Linked DNA regions of Oryctolagus cuniculus: region 2 is linked to region 1. The links are chromatin contacts, called in public Hi-C maps. All regions are on one chromosome and are shown on one strand. The core of a region is the stretch at or near the end of the contact, and the rest is flanking DNA. Distances in the headings are between cores, read along the strand shown.

Region 1 (5,589 bases), core at 1,838-4,337:
GCAGAATGGGTTAATAACAGTACTTAAATCTCGAGAGTCCTAAGAAAACTGAAGAGTTAACAATCAGCATGGCATCTGGCGTACAGAAACAACAGTGCTGATGCAAACGGAGTAACTGCACAGGTCAGGTAGGTGCTTACTTCCACAGGCCAGACATGGGACCCAGACCTTCGGGAGAGGAAAAAGGAGAGGTCAGAACTGACAGGACTGGGAAACCTGTGTAGGCGGGGAAGGTCAGGCGACCGGGAAGAGTGGTGGTGACTATCACAAAGTCAGACCGGGCTAAAGCGGGTGCTGACCCTCCTACTGTCCTGCACTCGGAGCCCAAAGGCAGCTTCCTCGTGTGTCCCAGCAGCTCTCATCTCAGCAGGCATGCAACAGCCAAGACGTCACATCAGAAAGGAAAGGGCACTGGCAGGGAAATGAAGCTGGCCCGGGGCACGCAGGTCCAGCGCCTCTGCAGTCCTGGCTCCTGAGGTCAGCTACGTGATACTGAAAAACACACATCACCTGTCCAAACAGCCCGAGTCCCTCGCAAATAACGCACAGGATCGCTGTCCCTTTGTCAAAATAAACAGAACACCCTCCCTCCCACATCTCCAAAGCACCCTTTCTGAGGCAGTCTCTGGTGTTTTGTTTTGAGAGGCAGAGACACAAAAGGAGAGAGTCCATCTACTGGTTCACTCCTCAAACGTCTTCTACAACCTGGAGGCTAAAGCCAGGAGCTGGGAACTCAACCCAGGTCTCCCAGCAGAGCGCAGGAATCCAGCTACTTGAACCGCCACCCCTGCCACTAAGTGCGAGCATCAGTAGGAAGCCAAGGTGCAGCCGGAGGACACCGAGGCTCGCGCTCTGACACGGACGTGGCGTCCTAACCAGCACCATTTGGGAGAATGTTCAGACACATGCAATACACAGACTTCAAATAATTCCCAACATAAACAATGACAAAAATCTGAGTCAATAAACATTTTAATACAGAAAGTACTTTTTTCTAGTGGAATGGTACCCAAAGTAAAAACACTGATACAAGCCAATAGCATTTTTCCAACCTCCTGACTAAAAAATAAATGTTTGTTTTGTCTTTTAAGTCATCAAGGAAAATACTTAAGGGCTTTTAAAATGACCCTAAACTATCTAATATCTAAAATGCAGGGAACAGTAAATCCAATCCAATTAAAAGTTTGTGCTAGGGGCGAGTACTGTGGTGTAAAAAGTCTGCGATGCCGGCTTCTCGTATAGGCTTCGGTTCAAGCCCTGGTTGCTCCACTTCCCATCCAGCCCCCTGCTAACGTGTCTGGGAGAGCAGCAGCAGCTGGTCCAAGTCCCAGGGCCCTCGCCACCCACAAGGGAGACCCACCACACGGAAGAAGCTCCTGGCTTCAGCCTGGCCTGGCCTGGCCCTGGCCGTTGCAGCCATTTGGGGAGTGAACAGCAGATGGAAGATATCTCTCTCCCTCCCTCACTCTGTAACTCTGCCTTTCAAATAAAATCAATCTTTAAAAAAAATTATGCTAAATAACTTGGGTTTAGTTCTCTAAAATGTAACTGAAGACGCTCTTCAAAAGAGACGAGACGGCAAGACACAGGCAGCAACAGGCTGCAGATCTCCGGCCCAGTGGCGACCTCCGCAGGCCCGTTTTCCTCCAGCTAGTGTCCCACGTCCTCCTCTCTCCGGCTCACTCTCCCAGTTCTAGCGTGAGCACATCAATACGCTCAACTGCCTCACCAGGAAAGCAGACTCCTTCCTCGATTCTATATGCAGCCTTTAATTCTCGTCTCAAATTCATGTATTTAACACCTATCAAATCCCTGCTATACTTCAGACCTCCACCATTCTATGTGGTAGCCAACAGTCACACGTGGCTACTGAGCACCTGACACGAGGTTGTCAAAGCTGAGACGTGCTATAGATGTACAACTACAAGATTCAGAGAGGGACCAAAAAAGGATGTGAATGATCTCATTATCATCTGTTCAAATTTCAAATTAAAATAATATTTCCATATACTTTTTACTTGTTTCTAAATATGACTGGTAAAAATTATTTAGTAACATAAATGGTTTCTATTGTATTTCTATTGGACAGTGTCATTCTCAACACTATTTTCAGCGTTCAGGATGTGAATGTGAAGACGACAGGTGGGATTCAGGCATTCCGGCACGCACTGTGTTTTACCGGGGGGTGCAATCCTCAGACAATAAACAAAAACAACAGAAAAAAAGGAATGTGACAACTGCAGAAAGCGATGAGTGTTCTGAAGAAAATAAAACAGGGCCAAAGGGGACCAGAAGTGGTGAGATCCTTCCCCCACACTCCCTCCCAGGCATGGCCCTCAGCAGTGAAGTGCCCCGACCGGCAGTGGCTGGCTGGAGCGCTCACTATCATAGAAAAGATTCCAAAGCTAACTTCAGCCTCAGCTGGAAAGCACGGCATACTATATTTAACCACGTCTGCCTAGGCTTGGGAGCGGGCAGGAGCGCCAAGTTTGACCCAGTTCTATAAACGGCATCTCCACCCCTCTATCACTTTTTCAGCTCCACCTCTCCAATCCCTTTCCTCCAGTCTGACCACATTCTGTGACTCTGGCCTCTGGAATGTCTCACAACCCCAGCTGCTTATGCCCATACTCTGTGAAAATCTCACGAGATGCCGGCCCGGGGTGTGTGTGTTGAGGGGGGGTTCTGCAGAGACTTCCTTACGCAGACCCCGTGCCTTCCATTCATTCTCCCCACTGCCATCGAAGCTCATGGCCTGAAAAAAGGGTCAAATCCATGACACGTTAAACACCCAAAGGCTTCAGGGGAGAGTCGACATCTCTGTCACCGCACTGGCCCCCCTGCTGCTCTCCTGCTCTCCCGTGACACCCCTTCCATCTGGTGAACCAACACCGCCATTCTGCAACAGCGCCAGCACAGCAGTCCCTGTTCGCTTCTTGTATGCTCCTCGAAATCTCGAGCTCAAAGTCCAGGAACTAGAGCAAACGTCATCTTGTCTAAGAAACTTCCCACAGTCCTAAAGGGAACTGCTCCCCTGCTCCATCCTTAGCGGGCTGTTCAAAGTCGCCACAGCACCAAGCAAGCTGCCGGCCACAACTGTCAGTACAGCCCCACAATTAGTGCCTGGAGGGAGGGCACTGGTCTCCTGTACTGCTATGTTCCCACAACTGCAACAACACAAAGGCTTAAAGCAGACAACCAGTGAACCAGTGAAAGCAGCAGAGTGAGCCCTGAATCCCCTGCCACAACACTCTTCCCTGTGAGGTCCTACAGCATCCGGGGCTGGACTGCTGGAACACGTCACCCCAACTGTACTAGAACGACGACTCTGCTCACCGGCCCACCACAACAGGTAAGGGTCTGGTACTCAATTCTTTTTGCCAACACATGAGAGACACTCACTAAGTATTTACTCCATCAGTGAATAAGTGAACAGACACTGTCAGACATCTAAATCCCCCGTCTCAACTTATGCAGAGGGCAACAGCAATCAAGAGATTTAACAACTTATTCCAGGGGCCAGCACTGTGACACAGCAGGTAAAGCCACCGCCTACAATGCCAGCATCCCAGATGGGTGCCGGTTCAAGACCTGGCTGCTCCATTTCCAATCCAGCTCTCTGCTGTGGCCTGGGAAAGCAGTAGAAGATGGCTCAAGTGCTTGGGCCCCTGCACTCATGTGGGACACCCAGAAGCTCCTGGCTCCTGGCTTCCGATGGGCGCAGTTCCGGCTGTTGCGGCCAATTGGGGAGTGAACCAGCAGATGGAAGACCTCTTTCTCTGTCTTTCCTTCACTCTGTGTAACTCTTTCAAATAAGTAAATAAATCTTAAACAAACAAACAAACAAACAAACAAACAAACTTACCCCAAATGGTCAGTAGCAAAATCAAGAGGAACACAATTTCCTACCCTACAAAATACTTCTCCTGATAAAAAAGGCTCTCAAGCAGGTATCTGTCATTTGGGGGGCACCTGATGTCTGAATAGCTTGCAGACAGGAATCGTGGGAGGCAGGAAAGCCATGCCTCCTAGTACAATCTCCAAGGCTTGGTCAATGAGAAGTTTGGACAGCCCCGTGTTTCTGCTCAGGACTTGCATCCTGGGAGGTCACTGCTACCAGGTGTGGGGAGAGAGAGAGAGAGAGAGAGAGAGAGAGAGAGAGAGAGAGAGAGAACGAACGTCCCCAGCGGGGGCAGGAAGGCTGAGGTTCACGCAGCAATCCCATGCCACACACCAGGTACAGCCCCTGCCTGGACTGACCTATGGAGCAATCAGGCCTGCTTGTGTCCCTTAACCTGCCACTCTGGACTGCACTTATTTTTCTAGCAGTCTTCAGCTTCAGATTCTATTCTGTGGAACGACTTTTAACCTTGCAATCAATTCATTTTCTGCCCAAGTTAGAAAGGGATGGGTTTCTGTTGACCACAACCAAGCGATCTGAATATCACATGTAAATGAACAATGGAGGACACAATCCTCCAAAAACGGGACCAGTGTGGAGTGATGGGGGAGGGATAATTCAGCAAAATCAAGGGAAGCTAAGAAAGTAATTATGCAGACTTGAGATACACCACATGCCAATGTCTTGCTGGTGATGTTTATAGTCACTACATTTCCACATCTAAAGACTGCTAATTGATACCTAAAAGCATTTCTCTTCCTGACTGACACAGACTACGTCCCCAGCCTCCCTTGCAGTTAGCAGAGCCACGTGACCACAGATGGTCAATGGAATGTCAACAGAAGTAACAGCACTAGTAGGCCTGATCCACCAAAACTTCCCAAGAGAAAATTTCCAGGCGACCTCCATTCAACGACTCAAAACCCAGAACAACCTTTGGATAATGTTATATTTAAGACAGGAAATAAGTCAACAGTTTGGTCTCCAAATAACTGGAGAACAGTGCCGATACCTTCTCATGTGACAGTCATTAGAAACAAACATGTACTAAAACGTTAGGTAAGTATGTTTGCCACACCAGCTGACCTACCTTAATGCACACAGAATTAACACATACCTGGAGACCACAGTAAACACATGGGGGCAGGAGCTGTGGTGCAGATCAAACTGCCTCCTGAGATGCTCACATCCTGTATGTGCACTGCTCCACTCTGATCCAGCTCCCTGTTTATGCGCCTGGGAAAGCAGTGGAAGATGGTCCAAGTACACAGGCACCTGCCACCCACTGGGAAACCCAAATGAAGCTCCTGTCTTCTGGCTTCAGCCTGGTCTAACCCAGCTACTGCTGTCATTTGAGGAGTGAACCAGCGAATGGAAGATCTTGATCTCTATGTCTCTCTCTCTCTATCTCTGATTTTCAAATAAAATAAAATCTTAAAAAAATTAAATAAGTACGTCGAGAACAAAACTGCCGCCTTTCTGGAGACTACACCCTGTCAGCCATAAGCAGTAGTACCAGCACAGGACTTAGCACTATTGATCTCTCTGGTAACGTCAGCTTATAACATGCACTCAGCAAACACCACACTGGACAGAATAAACCAACTGTAGCCTCAGCTCCACTAATTCACTGTGTGATCCTAACTTCTTCCAAGGCTCAGTAGAGATCCCTATATAGTGGAGATGTA
Region 2 (5,589 bases), core at 992-3,491, 80 kb after region 1:
GCCACCTTCCATTGCTTTTCCAGGCACATTAGCGGGGAGCTAGATTGGAAGTGGAGCAGCCGGGTCTTGAATGGCGCCCGTATGGGATGCTGGCATCGCAGGTGGCTTAACTCATGACGCCACAGCGCCGTCCCATATGCACCCAATTTATTCTGCGGCACTGGTCACTCACTCAGCTATCTGCATCCATTCCCTTCAGTGCCTCTCAAATGCTCCACCGCCGAGGAGCTGCCTGGAGTCCTCACCAGGAACGCCAGCTCCAGAGCATCACTCCAACCCAGAGAAGAAAAGAGCCAGCCCGAGAACCATGTAACCTGACACGTTCTCCAGAAGAGTTTTCCCAAGTCCTCTCTAGACTTAACATTTGAGTTCAAAGGAATCCACTCTCTGCCTCTTTTTTCAAACCCACAATTTGGGCCTGGAAATTACTTAACGCCCATGTATGGCTGGAGCACCCATGTCCCACACCACCACACCCAGGTTCAATTCCCAGCCCTGGATCCTGACTCCAGCTCCCCGCTGTTGCAAACCGTGGGAGGCACTGGTGAAATCAAGACCCAGACTGAGTTCCCAGTGTCGCTTCCGCAGCCCCCACATCTTCCAGCTGTTGTGGGCATCTGGGGAGTGACTGACTCTTTGATTCTGTCTTCCTTCACCCCCTTCATCCCCATCTCTCTCAAAAAATAATTAAAAAAAAAAAAAGCCACAGAAACTACAGAGAAAGATACTGGACAGCAAGTTATTTCAAGCATCATGGCTACCATACTTCTTACAATGTTCAGTAACTCAAGCATTTACTGAAATTCTGACAAGATCCAAGGGTTATTCTAGCACTGCTTGCTGAAGACAGGAGCAAGAACACACAGCACCGTCCAGTGGGCTAGTAACAATGACCTAAAAGCTGAAGGTTGCAAATACTGTTTACAAAGGATATGATCACAGCAATCGTGTTATACCAGAAAAGTATCAGAAAATGTTATTATGCAATACTGAAAGCATAAGCTACATTTTTCTAACCATAAATATACACATACATATATTACATAACAGATGATCTATTTGAATTTGTACTTTATAGTTCAAAAGATTAACAACCAAATATAGAAAACAAGATTTATTAATTAGTGCAATTAGCTGTCATTTCAAAGTGTGTTTCTGGAAGTTTCTTCAAAAACATTTGAAAGTGTGACTGGCAGTATTTTTCATCATTCTCCATTCTTCAGTAGAAACAAAGAGCCGCCCTGCCAAAGACCACAGTCTCAGCCTCCTTTGCAGCTAAATATAGCACACAACTAAGTTCTAGCCAATAGGATATAAACAGAAGTCACGTATGCCCATTCCAGATCTGTCTTTAATGGAAAGGGGTGTGCCTTCCCGTACCCTATTCCCGGACCGTCGCTGTGTTGGGGCGCAGCCTCACGCTGAGGAACACGGCATCTCCTCAAGCACAGGAGAGAACCAAGTGTCCCTGTGTCACGGAGCCGCACAGCAGCCTTAGAGCACCTATCCTGTTGTTTTATGACGGAAAAATAAACTTCCCACGGAAGCCACTGCATTTAGTCAGACATAAGTCCCATCCGCATCCTAACTAATGCACAGAGAAAGTTTAAATTAATCTCTGCCAACTGTCTAACTCTGCCTGTCAAAAAAAAATTATTAAGAAATACTAAGTAAGCAATCACTACTGATCAACTCAGAAAAGCTAAAACTCTAAATGCCTTTTTTGTCACAATAAAACCTCCTATAGAAACCCCACAACTGAGATTACTACCATTGTACCAGCTCCAACTAATATGGCATTTTACACTCTTAAAAAGAATCTCATTATAGTATCTCATTTTATGTGCTCAAAATCCTGAGCAAGCTAACTGGTGCTAACCACATTTGGCTTATAGGATACTGACGAGTAGAGAAGCTGTTTTGCCGAAGATCATGGAGTTAACCAGGCAGGATTCAACACGCAGGTTCCCCAACTCATCAACTCCATGTATGGGATGGGTCTACAAGTAGCTAACGGGAAGTGAATGTTATCAAAGCATTGTGTGTGAATTTCAAAAACTTTTTGCACTAAAATAAACACTTCAGTTCTATTCTCCACAAACTTTCTCAAGTCCCCTCAATCTCTGTTACTGGGTGTGTGCCAGACACTGAGTCACAGCCATAATCAACATGGACTGCTGTCCAAACAGACCTTACAATCTAACGGACAGGAAGAGACAGACATCAAGTGAGTAATATATAATTAGAAAAAGGCAGAGGGCCTTTCTTGGCCAAGAAGAATGCATGGCCAAGGAACCTCACCTGGACTGGGGCTTGAGGAAGGCCTCCCCGAGACCCTAGGATGAGCATAAATGGACAGCAGGGAAGCGAAAGGCGAGAAGAGGCTACGAAGAAGTGTGCACGCGTTTTCTCAGTCTTTACAAGGACCCTTGCGTGGCTCCCACCCGCCAGTCTGCTGCTGACACAGCCACTGAGCGGCAGAAGCTCGGGGCACACAGATCTGCCTGGCCCGGGATGCTCAGCTCACCAACTCCCAGGCAAAGATCTTCCCATGGGACCATGCTGCCTCACCTGCTACCCATAACGAGACAGCCAGCAGTCTCTGGACAGGTGTCACAGCTAGAGCATCTTCTACCCAAACCCGTGTGCCAAGATGCAAACCTTAACCACAAATGCCCATAATTTAAAAAAAAAAAAAAAAACTTTATTGGAAATTTCATAACTTGGAAAAATTCTAAGATTACTTAATGAGCTATTACTTAAAACAAAAATGATTCTGAAAATCAGTTTCCTCTCGTGTTCACTAGGCCCTCCAAAAAATAAACAGTATTTCAATTATGGGGAAATTAAACTCAAAATAATTCATCGGCAGGCAAGAGTACCGAGACACATTTTAAACCAGTACTCACTGAGCATGTGTCCTCAAACAGAAAAAATACACATAACATGTATGCATATACTTTGCCAAAACTTAGTTTTAACAATATTAAAAAAAACCTCCTTGAACAGACAGCACATAGCTGTGGTAGAACTAATTGACAAGAATCCAAAATGGTTCTATATTTAGCAAAAAGCTGGCCCACAAGGAACCACTTCAGTGTTCAGTGTTAAGGTACTACCTCTACTAAGAAATGTTAACTCATAATGGAGCCTGTCAATAGGACTTGAAAGCAAAAGCATCAACTTTTCAACAACAGTCAGCTGGTTTACCCGATGCAGTGTTTCCCAGTCACTGTTTCTTTCCTACACCAAAACGTGAACCTAAGGCCTCTTGACTTCCTGGGCTGGACTTTTTCATTCTAGTTGAACAAAACAGAGGGGACAAAGGGAAAGACTTCAAAAGATTTCCTCATGGAAAGAAAACGGAGGAGAAATTTTAGGTAATTTAAAAATTATTTGCTGGGTTTTTACATGTAAGTAAACACAAACCTTAACTCCCCCAAATTTTTAACCAAAATTTGTGCAAAGTTTGGGCTATGAATTACCATCAAACTACTGATTGCCCAATGGCCAAGATAACATGTGCTGAGGAGTCTGTTAGAAGGCACAGCCACTCGGTACACGTTAAGTGCTACTTACTACACAGGCGCACAACTCACTTCTGACAAGGCCACTGTGTTAGGATCAAGTTTCAGGCGACCATGTCTTGACAAGTTTCAAGTAATATCTTTACTTCCAAATCAAAAAGACAACTGTTTATGGAAGTAAAATTACCAAAACACTCACCAGGAAATAAAACACTCTTAGTCCACAGTTTAAGTTACTCAAGAATTCTATAAAAGACTGTAAGATATTATATAAGACTAATAATAATTTGGGGAACAAAGTGCCAAGTTTTTGATTAAAGACTCCATGAAGTTCTGGGGTCTTGATAGGTTTGGATGGTTAGGTTTTCCTGGGGGTAGGGGAGGAAGGGGTATCAGGGAGGAGGGAGGACTGACAGGTGAGCACAGGAAATATGAAAGCTCTCCCGTTAGGAGAAAGCTAAGGCCAAAGCAAAATAAACTGACACAAACCTAATTACTGATACCAACAAGGTCACAAGTTACGCCCCTCTTCCACTACTCTTACTTTTCATGTCATGTAAAAGACTATTCCCTTCCTACCCCTGATGCAAGTACTTCTATCCAAATTTTCTTCCCTTAGCTAGATACCTGCCAATCATAAACATGTACATGAAAACACTTCTGGGCAAACTAAACTTCTAAGATATTTCTTTTTCAAAGCCACTGCCTGCAGTGCTGACATCCCGTATGGGCGCTGGTTTGAGTCCCAGCTGCTCCACTTCTGATCCAGCTCTCTACTATGGCCTGGGAAAGCAGTAGAAGATGGCCCAAGTCCTTGGGCCCCTGCACTTGCGTGGGAGACCCGGAAGAAGCTCTGGATCCTGGCTTCAGATCAGCGCTGCGGCCATCGGGGAGTGAACCAGCAGACTCTGTCTCTGTCTCCTCTCTCTCTCTCTCTCTCTCTCTCCTCTGTCTCCTCTCTCTCTCTCCCTCTGCCTCTCTATAACTTTGCCTTTCAAATAAATGGAATAATTAAAAAAAAAACACTTAAGTACTTATAGATGAAGTTATATGACAGCATAATAATTTTAAAAAACCAAACATGGTTTTCAAGTAACAGTCAAAATGCAATACAAACCAGCATTCTCTCTGCATGGTTACAAGACGAAACGCATGCCAAAGGTCCTTGTAGCAATGTTTGTAATAAGTTACCTTCAACTCTGCCTTTGTAGCTAAATATTCAAAATACTATGAAAACCCAAGTTCTTTAAACACTCCCCAGCCCTACGTAGTTAAGTCATGAACACAATACACAATAACTTTCCATAAATAAAACTAAGTGGTAGGTATCAGAAAATACAGAGGAAATAATTTTCAAGGGTCTTTATTTACTGTCCACAATGCCAAACAAGATATTGCACTAAAGCAGAATATTTTCATTTATCTTGAATGTTACAGCCTCTAAAAAATTGGGCTGACATTCATGTTTCAGTTTCCAGTACACAGTAATTTTTCATGCTGGTTAAGTTTCTAATGGGTACCACTAAAATGTCGTGAAATCTCAACTTTCTAAGAGTACGATCTCACTAGATTCCTCTCACTCTTACCAATGACTCATTCATTTGAGCCTATTTCTCCAAATCTAAAATTTCTTCAATACCCACCCTAAGTGCACAGTGGCGACCCCTCCTCTCACAGTCATTAACTGCTGGCCTAGGCCTCTCCCAAGCACACAGACCCTGCTTACGCCCCGTTTTGCAAGGGAACGTGGTGCAGACACTGACAGGAGTCCTTAACTTTCTGGCAAGGTTTGAAGTCTAGATCAATTTGGACAGCTACCATAAACACCACTGCTATGCCAAGACAAATGCGCCCAAAGCCCCGGAGTACTCCAGGCAGGCCTAAGTCATACGTACATGAAACAGCTCGACTATAACCAAATAAACTTCTTCCTTAAACCACCGTTTCTCTGAAACAATCCTCTTCAGTTTAAAACCTTGGCGTGCCAAATTTTAGCTCTAGCTTCAGATTTATTACCTATCTGAAAGGAGTATATCCTCTTAAAGCAAATGAATAAATTTTT

What was found. A called contact is a pair of places that touch in the nucleus more often than the background predicts.
Region 2: a contact with region 1 is called in a Hi-C map of psoas muscle, with 5 times the contacts expected there. The contact joins two enhancer-like sites. A contact is called at or near these places in 3 of 6 Hi-C or Micro-C datasets (ear pinna, psoas muscle and an unstated tissue).

The regions. Positions count from the first base shown.
Region 1 is chr4:7,494,889-7,500,477 of mOryCun1.1, forward strand. The region is part of intron 1 of DYRK1A (dual specificity tyrosine phosphorylation regulated kinase 1A); the gene reads right to left. Among named protein-coding and RNA genes, the nearest start is that of DYRK1A, 87 kb to the right of the region's middle. Within about 2 kb of position 3,088, at least 4 of the 8 cell types and tissues checked have an H3K27ac peak or open chromatin away from gene starts, as enhancers often do.
Region 2 is chr4:7,575,445-7,581,033 of mOryCun1.1, forward strand. All of the region lies in intron 1 of DYRK1A (dual specificity tyrosine phosphorylation regulated kinase 1A), which reads right to left. Among named protein-coding and RNA genes, the nearest start is that of DYRK1A, 6.5 kb to the right of the region's middle. Within about 2 kb of position 2,242, at least 1 of the 8 cell types and tissues checked has an H3K27ac peak or open chromatin away from gene starts, as enhancers often do.